2 separate regions of the Zea mays genome follow, and region 2 is linked to region 1. The links are chromatin contacts, called in public Hi-C maps. All regions are on one chromosome and are shown on one strand. The core of a region is the stretch at or near the end of the contact, and the rest is flanking DNA. Distances in the headings are between cores, read along the strand shown.

Region 1 (5,178 bases), core at 1,968-4,467:
TTCAGCCACGACAGAGTGTGCCCCCACCGGCCGGGCGGGGAGGCAGAAACCTTGACGCGCCGCCACTCCGGCGTTGCGGCCTCCAGGTTGAGCACGAACGTGTCGTCCATAGGCTGCATGTTCACGCCTTCCCCTCCGAACAGGACAAGCCGGTTGCCAACAGCGCAGGCACTGAAGTTGCACCGGGAAGGCTCGACACGCCCTCCGACCGTGAACTTCCGCCATGAGGCGGCCTCGAGAGTTGTTAGCTCTCTCGCAAGACGGCCCCATCCTACCATCTTGGTGCTCATCTCCAGCCTCACGGTGACGTCCCTTCCCCACGCGTTCTGGCAGACCATCTTCCTCAGGTGATCGTTCTTGGTCAGCTCATGCATTCTGGTGCACACCGATCCGATGGACGCAACGTCTCTTGGGGACAGGCGGGATAGGATGTTGTGTGCGAGAACTTCGTCTGACAACTGAAGCATGCCGCAGTGGTCTGCGCTCTGGATTTTCGGAGCGTGCTCGTGGGGAGATGAGTTCAGATCTTGAATGCTGGGCCTGCTGCTGGACTTTTGCTTGTACACCGGATAAGATACGCTGCTGAGATCGATGTTCGCCTCAGAGAATAGCTGGATTCCGATAACATGCGTCACATAGCCATCATCGCCGTGCATAGGAACGAGCCTTAATCTGTTGTGAAGTGGAGCACCGTCCTTCCGGAAATTCAGCAGCTCGCCTTGGAATTCGATCCCCTCGCTGAGACATCGCCGAATCTCTGAAACGACCATGGGATCAACGAGGGGGTGTCGCCTTTGGGCATGTGGATCCCGGAATTGTAGGAATCGGCTGAAAGACAAGTTTGAGTGGACGCAGTTTGTGAGATGCTTCGATAGGCATAGGCCCTCTGTCATATCTGTCAGTGTTAAGCAATCTTAAAGTTGGCACAAGCAAGAAAGCATACCAAGCAAGAAAGCCTTCAGAAAATAACTGCTACGAGACGTTATAGTATAGAATTATTTGGATCGACTAGCCTGACCATGCTGCTACTCTGGCACAACTGTTACTGAAATTCTTAGATACATCTAAGAACAAGGCTAATAATGTAGCCGGTTGCTGGCTGCTGCAAGGACTGACCTTTTAGCCCGTTTGTATAATAGTTGGCTCTTCATTATTAAAATGTTTGGCCTACTTATCTCTCTCACAAGCTTTTTGGTTCTCTTATGTTTCAGCTGGCTGTAAGTTTACAGCCAGATTATCCTCTTCTCTCTCCTCCAACTCAGCATTTAGACTTCTCGTAGCCTGCTATTATACTTGCTCTAATGCCTACAAACTTCATATACTGGATCCAATGATCACCTAGCTTCTACTCAGCATAATGATATGAAGTAAACTGCCGATGATTTCCTAATCTTTCACTAACATCCAATTTCAGAGAACAGAATTTTACCACCAGTCTTCGAGTTCTAGTCAACCACCAGCTCGGGTGCTCACCCAGTTTGTCATGGCCAGCAAATATTTTTTGGTACACCCATAAATTCTAGGTATTATTCTTGAATAATTCCTTTCTCTATGTGCAAGTGGACAACTTTAGAAGTGCAACCTAAGTATCAAGCAAAATATCTATAGAAGTGCATCATTAAGTATCAAGCAAAATATCTCATAGGTAATCATCAACATGCCAAGCAATGCTACTGCGTAAAAAATTGGGGGTGAGGAGAGACCGTTCTACCGGTATTATATTAAGAGACCAAAACATAGTCCCAGCCGAGAAAAACCTCGAACCTTGGCCTCATCACTAACGGGCCGATCAACCGTCCACTCTATAACGGCCTAGCCAGAGGGTGACGCGCAGGATATCGATCTCCGAGAGAGAGCGAGGCACAAGGTGACAGGGATGGCCCCATCACTAACGAGCTGATAAATTGTCCACTCTACAATGGCCTAGACAGAAGGTGGCGCGCAGGATATCGATCTCTAAGAGAGAGCGGGTCACATGGAGGGAATTTTTTAACCAAGCCCAAAATTCGTCTCGAGGGAGATCGAAACTAGGACCTGAAGATGCTACTCATAAGGCTTAACCATTAGACTAGAGGCACTTTCGCTGGCAATGCTACTCGTGATCCAAACCTATTACTTACAATTCTCATTCAATAAATTTACCTACAACATGAACAAACCAAAACTAAATCTTATCTCAGGAGACCCTGTCTATGCGTTTTTTTTTGTGCATATGCACAATAAATATTTTTGTTAACTTTACCAAATCATGTCGCCCGTGCGATTACTCTTATAACAGCATGGGCAGTGGTCCGTCGAATGATTTCACTACTGGCACCATTGACCGCTGCTCAAAGGCAGGCTGCGCACCAGATCGACACCTAAGAATCACTCAAATTGATACCCGCAGTCTAAAAATATTATGGTACGGGAGGCCATGCTTTGACTAAAGCATCACAAAATCCGTGGCTCACAGAACCGTCCAATCAAAAGCCACGACCGCATACTAGAATCCGTAGCAAGAAAGCAAGCACCCGCTCTGCTTATTTCTGGCTTTTGCCCGCAAGCATCGTGAACACGCACGCCATTTGGTCAGAAGATTGAGAACCTAATGCGAACGTGCGATGGGATGTAGCTTTACTATGCGGATCCTGAAATCTAGAGATGACTGCACGGAACGGACACCGTACCACGGTTTAAATAAAAGGAAAGAAAACGCTAAAAATCCTGCCGCAACGAGCAGCGGCGACTCGAGGTTCCAGCTCCCGCTCCCGAACGAGGCGCCGAGCGAGCGGCATTCCACAGCATCCCGGATTGCCAATCCCCAAGCACAGAAAAACAGAGCGGAGGCCGAGGTCACTGACCAGTTCCGCCCGAGCACCTCGTGCGCGCGGTACCCCGTGGCGGCCTCGAAGGCGGCGTTGACGTAGATGACGGGGAAGTCGACCTCCGCCGCGTCCGCCACGAGGATCGCTGCCGGCCTCGTTTCGCCGGGCCCCGCCTCCGGCGCCCCACACGGCCACCCCGGCTCATCTTCCGCCTCCCCGTCCACTTCCATCCCCTCCTCGTCCTCGTCATCGTCCTCCTCCTCCCACAGCCTCATCCGCTTCACCGCCACGACGCCGCGACGCCCCGCGTCGTCGGAGGCCGGTCGCCGCCCCGCACACCCCCTTTCTCTCTCCTCGGCGTGCGCCAGTGGTTTGGCTGGTTTGGTGCGGGGGGAAATGGAGATTCTGCAAGTAGGAGGGCGGGGAGATATTTGTGCGCCTGGCTTTTATTGGCGCGGAACAAGCCGGAGAAAAGGGGCGTGGTTGCGGGTTATTTACGAGACCTGCCACGCGGGGCTGGCGAAAATATCTCCCGCGGAGGCGAAGGGTGGGTCCCTGGAGGCGAGGGAGAGCGCCAGGTGGGGCCGGTGGACCAGAAACTGGATCCTCCGATCCAACGGTGCACCGTCGGTTTCCTTCGCTTCGCAGGGAAGAAGCTGTCGTCAACGTCAAGCGCTGGGTAGTGGCCAGTGGGGGACTGCCGAGTACAACGGCCGGTGGCACTTGGCAGCGCACTGCACACCCAACAATACTCCTTTTTAGAAATTGGAATATATATATATATATAAGTGATAATTTTATCTGTTTATGAAAGAAATTGCTTTTATTCAACTTTTTTCTTAATAACTTCGCATTTTAATTTTTATCTTAATGTGGGAACAAAACTGCTCTCTCGAGCTGTCCACATGCATCACCATTTTTGTTCTCCTCTGCCCGATCGAGAATCAACGATCAACTTGCCTTTCAATGACTCGATGCACGGTGTCATTTCATGCCACATGTCCCACTAGCGCGCACCTGAAAGTGGTTTACTTCTTGTACATTGGTCTTACGTCCTTACTATTAAAAGTCGTATAGAGGGGACTTGAATAGATAAAATTTATAATCTTAAACATAAACTCAAACCCCGGTTAGGTGTTAGAACGAGAATTAACAGCTTGTTCGCTGCGGCTTGCTGCGGCTGCAATCCGGCTGCGGCTGCGGCTTCTACAGTATTTTTCTCTCTATGGATTGCAGCTGCAGCAGTCCAAACAGCTGCAACAGTGTCGGCTTGCAGCCTGCCGAACACGCCCTAAATCAATCGGAAGGGGACGGGAGTTGTTCTTCATGCTAGAGTTGCTCAAATGATTGTGGAATTACTTTAAAAACAACTTAAATGGTATAGGATCAAGCGCAAGTAAGAGAACTAGAGATAGGGGAAGGAAGAAACAAATCACAATAAAAAATCAACACAAAGAACACAGGCAATTTATTTTCTGAGGTTCGTCTCGAAAGAACCTACGTCCTCATTAAGGACTCCATTTAGGATGGGTCTTTTTCAATTATTTCCCTCTCTAATAATGAGTTATCATTTATTTTTTGAGATTTTTTTATCACTTAAGGTAGTTTGTGCTTAACTTAAAATTTTATATTTTTAATAAATATTTTGAATAAGACGAGTGGTTAAATTTTTTAAAAAAAAATAAAAATTCAACGATGTCATATATTTGTAAACGGAGGTACTATCGTATATGCACATGCTCCCATATCTCTCGTCACGGCAAGCACAGCTGCGCTAGTAGCATACTCCATCCAAAAAGATACTGGTACATTTTTTTAATATGTAGCTTCCACTTATAAGAATATAATTTGCCTTTTTTTCCTTGTATTCCTTCTAAAATATTAAAGGTATATATAGCTTCCGCTTATAAGAATATCATTATGATATAGGAGTTTTTAGCATATTATTTTGGTGCCTTAGATATAAGTATTAGTTTTATAGAAACATAATAGCCCATCTGTCGGATAAGCTCATCTACGAAGCAAGGGCCGAGCCGCCAGGACCAGAAGTCAAAGAGTCTAGACTAACCCTTCCTTCTGTCCACTGGCCGCCAAAATATCCCCTGAATAGCCGGCGTCACCTGAGGGCAGAACCGTCACCGCCAACCTGTATGGATAAAGATGTCGCCAGCCCTGCCCGATCCACTGATCTACTCGGCACGGCGCGCGGCGCCCGAGGTATATCTCTCATGAGTTTTTTTAATGGCAACTATTGCTATGCAAGCAGTCATTCTTTGTAAGCGTGCAAGCAAATTATCTGATTTATTAAATTATGATCCAATCACAGATACAAATATACAATCATAGTTTATTAGGAGTTTTTTTATAAAGA
Region 2 (5,178 bases), core at 1,711-4,210, 150 kb before region 1:
TGTTGTTGGGAGCATACCACACACAAATAAAAAAGTAGATGTTCTTAAAAATATTCTGACAATCACTGAACCTTGCCAAATATACCGTTCTTATTGTTCATAGAATAAGAAAAATTGTGGAAAAGAAGAGGCGTATGAAGTAGCCAAAAGATATAATTAAATACCACAGAGAAGAGACAGGTACCATTTTTGTCTTGCCTTACTTGATTAGCATCCATAAATAGCAGTAATCTGATTGTATCTGCATTTCCTTTGTAGGCAGCCCTGTAATGTTATAGAATATATAAGGTTACATTACATCAAACATGGACATGTAGATAAAAGTATCCAATGAGTGGAAGTCTCAACACAGAAGTTTGGTAGACAGTAAATTAACTGACTCTTCAGGACTGTGGTTCCAGTCCTTCAATCATACAACTGAGTGCACAGCACTATATCACACACATGCACAACAGCACAAAGACAATTTCTGAGTGAATCCATTACCGTGAGAACAATTTGAGACACGATTTGAAAAGAATATAGAAAATCCTATTAAACTGTATGCTGCATTTTCAGGGTGACATTGATACCAGAACCTGGGAAAACATGCATTCGAAAAGTAGAGGATCAATCAATAATCATGTACCAGTGCAAAGCGCTCCTCCCATCAATGTCCAAAGCATCAAAATCTGCACCGTACTTTGAGATGATGTGATGCAAGAATGCTGTTTGGCCATACTGAGATGCAACGTGGACTGCCTGACAGAATAATCAAAGCAGGGAACAGTCAAACAGAAGATTCCGCTTCAACCATATAGATGATTTGCCTGTGGTTAGGAACTGAACATATAATCTTTTTCACCAGCAATAAAGGAAAGCTGAAAACATGGTTATAGAGGCAGCAAGTCAAGGTGTGGCGACTAACTACCGCCTTGCGCTTAAGTGACTAAAGCGTGAGGCGAATCAACACCTAAATTAATAAAAAACTAAAAACAGCAGCATAGAGCAGTAGGTGAACAAAAAAGAAAAGGAAAAAAGAAAAAGAAAGGGGCCTGGTAAGAAGTGGGCTGGCCCAGCCCACCAGGCAGCTCATGTGCTCCTCGCCTCCTCCCCCACCTGGTGTGGCTTTGTTAAACTCCAAATCCCGACCCCCTTCAGTGTCGCCGCTTCTTCTCTCACGCGTTCTCCACTGCTATTCCGCCTCCACCCAAGTGCCTGCTCTGCTTCCCTCCGCTCCTCTCCAGGTGCGCTGCTCTGCTTCCCTCTCCGGATGTGCTGGTCTGCTCTTCCCTCCGCCCCTCTGCTTCCCCTTCCTCTCTGGTCAGTGCTCTCAAATTGACAGACGAAGCCGTCCCCTTCCAGATCAAGCAATTCATGAGTGGGAGATGGAAGAGATCTAGCCAGCAGAAGAAAAATCAAGCAGGCCACCAGCAGAATCGATGAGGAGACAGCGGAATCTAGGGGGCATAGGCATGCGAATAAGGCGACGAGGCATCACCTAACCCCTGAGGTGACCTTCGACCGCTCTGGCGCTTAAGCACCGCTTAAGTGATGCCTTAATAACAATGGCTGAAAAGGTGCTCCAAAGATGAGCTATCCAACCTAAAAGCAAAATTCCGAATGATGTGCTGTAAAACTGTATTCTGTAATAGCATATATTTATTATTTTTCTATTCAGTCCATTTTCTTCCCTTTCAGCACAAACAGAAAAATTAATCTGCAATTGGTTCTGTTGCAAATGATTTATTATTAAACAAAATGGCAGGCTGCTACTTCATGAGAGAATGCTTAGTTGGAAGTTGGGACCAACGAGTACTCATGTATTTTTTCTACTGGATTTTCTAGATTGTCATCAATGGTGAAACACAGTGACCGTACACCTGATTCGGCAAAACCAGACAATCAACGCAATCCTGCATTTTTTTAATGGTCAAACAAACGTGGTAAACCTCTAAAACCCATCCCCGCAGGCTATCGCAAAACGACCATGGTAGCCTCACCAATCAGATACTAAGGGGCTGATTGGTTCAAGGCCAATAGGCCACGATTTGACCAAGCTTGATTTCAAATTAAAGTTACACTATACAACAAAATTTTCATCTACATAGTTTATTTGACCATGCCTAAGTTATATATAAGTAATTTATTGTTTAGCTAATGGTCAGATATTGACCAAAGTTTGGCCTCGGCACCTAAGGCCTTGAACAAATCAGCCCCCAAACCCAACACAAACACAGGGACAACAAAATTAAAATTCGATTTGTAAATCAAGAAAGACAAGGGTGCCGCATTACCCGGAAGCCATTGACGTCGGCGGCCTCGACCCTCGCTCCGTGCTCCATCAGCACGTCAGCCACGGAAGTGGACCCACGCACGGCCGCCCAGTGCAGCGCCGTCTGCCGCGCGTGGTCCGTCGCATTAACGTCGCCACCGTGCTGCGGAAACCGAGCAATCCCATCATCAGCGAAGCTATAAGGTGAGCACGAGATGCTGGAATGAATAAGCGCCGATTCGAAGCAGCGAGGAAGCAGGATAGCGGCATGGACGGAGGCTGAGGCGCGGGGTGGGGGGAAGCCGAGTCCGAGCCCGACCTCGACGATGTAGAGCGCGACGTGGGGGTAGTTGTTGAGCGCGGCCCACTGGAGCGCGTGGTAGCCGTTGCCGTCGGGCTCCCTGAGCGCGGTGGCGGCTCCCCCCTGCTCCACGAAACCGCGGAGCCGCTCCAGGTCCCCATACGCCGCCGCAGAGTACACGTCCACCACGGGGTCCGGCTCCCCCGCGCCTTGCTGCTGCTGCCGCCGCCGCTCCTCGTCCTCGTCCCGCCTGCCGCCTTCGGATACCACCTCGATCTCCGCCATGAGCCCCGGACGGAGGAAGGTGGGGAGCGGGGAAGCTAGGGTTGGAGGCTTGGAGCAGGATCAGCCGCGCTTCCTTCGAGGCGACGCGATGGGAGAGGGTTGGAACGGTGGTCAAGGGGCTGACGAAGGGGTGGAAATTTTGGTTGGGAACAACGACCACCGACAAAGGGACGGACAGCACCCGACGAACCGGGAGAAATTTGCAAGTCCGGCTTCGACGAATTGGAGGATTAGGAGAGAGATTCTCCGTTATAAAAAACTATAGGACAACTCACACTCTAAAATAGACATGACTACTCTATTATCAGGTAACATCGAGGATTAAACTAATGATACTCACGTCGTCTCTACATCTATTACCCTTCTCCCTATTCTCGCTACCAGACACGCACCCTAGCCGCCGCCGTTCTTTCCTCTTGCTGCGCAACCCTAACCGCGGCACCCTAGGTGCCTCACTCAAATCCCAGAGATGGATTGAACTGCTCCGGTCGTCGCTGTTGCAGAAGCTGTTGATGCTACTCGTGCTGCGGTTGTTGCAGCTGCGGAGGCCAGATGTGCGGCGTTGGTTGCTGAGAAGGAGGCACGTGCGGCTGTTGAATCTGCCACTATTGCAGCCGATAAGGTTCAACTTGTCGTCTCTGCTGTGAAGTATAGAAGATTTGTTGAAGATGACTCCATGGTGGAATCATTGGTGACTGATTTTCTTTCTCTCTTATTTTGCTGCATAGGGTTTAGGGCTGCTGTTCATTCAAATTAGGGTTAGTTCTTCACAAGCATGGTAACTTAGTCATCCACTTGACCAACAACTAGTTTAATATGTACAGGAACATGTTGATTTGAAGTATCACGTTAGCATCAAGAACTTACTCCGATATGTCATTCAAGAGATGAGGAGGCAATCTTCACTTTTACATACCATTAATAGGCTGTGTTGTAGCATCCCAGGAGTTGAAGGGGGTAAGGTTGTAAAACTTGCTGGCCATTTGAAGGAAGTGTGAAAGAGTCTCGAGAAGACTTCAAATGTGTGTGAAGAAGATCTGGACAACAAATGTCCTGGTTGGGACCTTGATCATCCCCTTCAGATGTTGAAGACCACTCTAACCCTTCTCATGTTGAGGACCAAGTGGATGGATATGTGTCAGAAGATCCGGAGCTGTGGGAAATGGTTTTTTAAGACATGAAGTGGGAGGAGAACAAAGTGGTTGTCTCTTTGTTCGAGCATTGTCGTATTATGGGCTACGACTACGACCAGATTTATGATCGTACTGTTTAAGTTGCCAAGACTACTAGTATGTTTCTTCTGTGGTTCTATCTTTTGTGGTCATGAGATGAACTTGTAACCAGTTTGTGTCATGAGATGAACTTCTAACCAGATATGAAGACTTTTGTGATGTCAAGACTATGTACTTGTAACATCTCTCTGTGATGTGGTTGTGTTTATGTAAGACTATCTATGTATTCAAGACTATCTATGTAGTTAGTTGTTTTCAGTTAATGTATCAATGTGTTCAGTTAATGTATCAGTGCGTTATGGTAATGTTCAGATTCTGGGAACTGTTTCTAGGAACTCCATGCCAGAACTGTTTTCCAGTTCAGATTCTGGGAACTACTTCTAACCAGTTAGTTGTTTTCAGTCAATGGTCTCATGTAACCTGGCAGCAAGCACGCACGCCAGAACTGTTTTCCAGACAGCAAGCACGCCAGGTTCCCAGACAGCAAGGACGCCAGAACTGTTTTCCAGTTCAGATTATGGGAACTACACGCCAGAACTGTTTTTTAGTTCAGATTCTGGGAACTACTTCTAACCAGTTAGTTGTTTTCTGGGAACTACTTGTTTTCCAGACAGCAAGCACGCCAGTATATTCTGGGAACTTGTAAGTTAATGAGCTCATGTAACTTGGCAGCAAGCGCACATGGTTTCCCATACAGCAAGCACGCCAGAAATGTTTTCCCAGACAGCAAGCACGCTAGGTTCTGGGAAAACAATCAGACAGCTACATCGCCCAGCACATATTCTAGGAAAGAAACAGTTCAGCAAGCAGTTTGTTTCTGAGAAACAATCAGTTCAGTTTCAGTAGCTAGGAACAAACATAGAAACAAACAGTTCAGTTTTAGTAGCTGGGAACAAACAGACACACATAGCACTCCTACTGCCTTTTGTAAGTGCAATCAACCCTAATTGAGGGTTTTGGTGATTAAATGATAAAACAAACAGAGATTCTAACAAGTTTGCTCCTAACATGTACACAGTTATTCTACAGACAGGAGAAGCACAGATCTTATGAGTACGCAAATATAAAAGCACAGCGAATTAAAATTCTACATCATATGGCGTGCT

Evidence for each region. Hi-C and Micro-C count contacts between places; a contact is called where the count stands out from the background.
Region 2: a contact with region 1 is called in a Hi-C map of tassel, with 2.3 times the contacts expected there. The contact joins the promoter of LOC100382571 here to the promoter of LOC100383277 in region 1. A contact is called at or near these places in 2 of 25 Hi-C or Micro-C datasets (leaf and tassel).

What each region holds. Positions count from the first base shown.
Region 1 is chr2:231,383,641-231,388,818 of Zm-B73-REFERENCE-NAM-5.0, reverse strand. It overlaps LOC100383277, which reads right to left and starts at 3,217. Exons shown (of 2, transcript NM_001361984.1): 1 at 2,844-3,217; 2 at 1-828. The coding sequence starts at 3,082.
Region 2 is chr2:231,529,890-231,535,067 of Zm-B73-REFERENCE-NAM-5.0, reverse strand. It overlaps LOC100382571, which reads right to left and starts at 2,960. Exons shown (of 10, transcript NM_001175303.1): 1 at 2,574-2,960; 2 at 2,277-2,417; 3 at 629-741; 4 at 185-264. The coding sequence starts at 2,840. LOC103648057 (a long non-coding RNA gene) reads left to right here and starts at 3,051. Exons shown (of 2, transcript XR_002267445.2): 1 at 3,051-3,531; 2 at 3,665-4,377. LOC103648058 (a long non-coding RNA gene) reads left to right here and starts at 775. Exons shown (of 2, transcript XR_563212.3): 1 at 775-1,226; 2 at 1,345-1,707.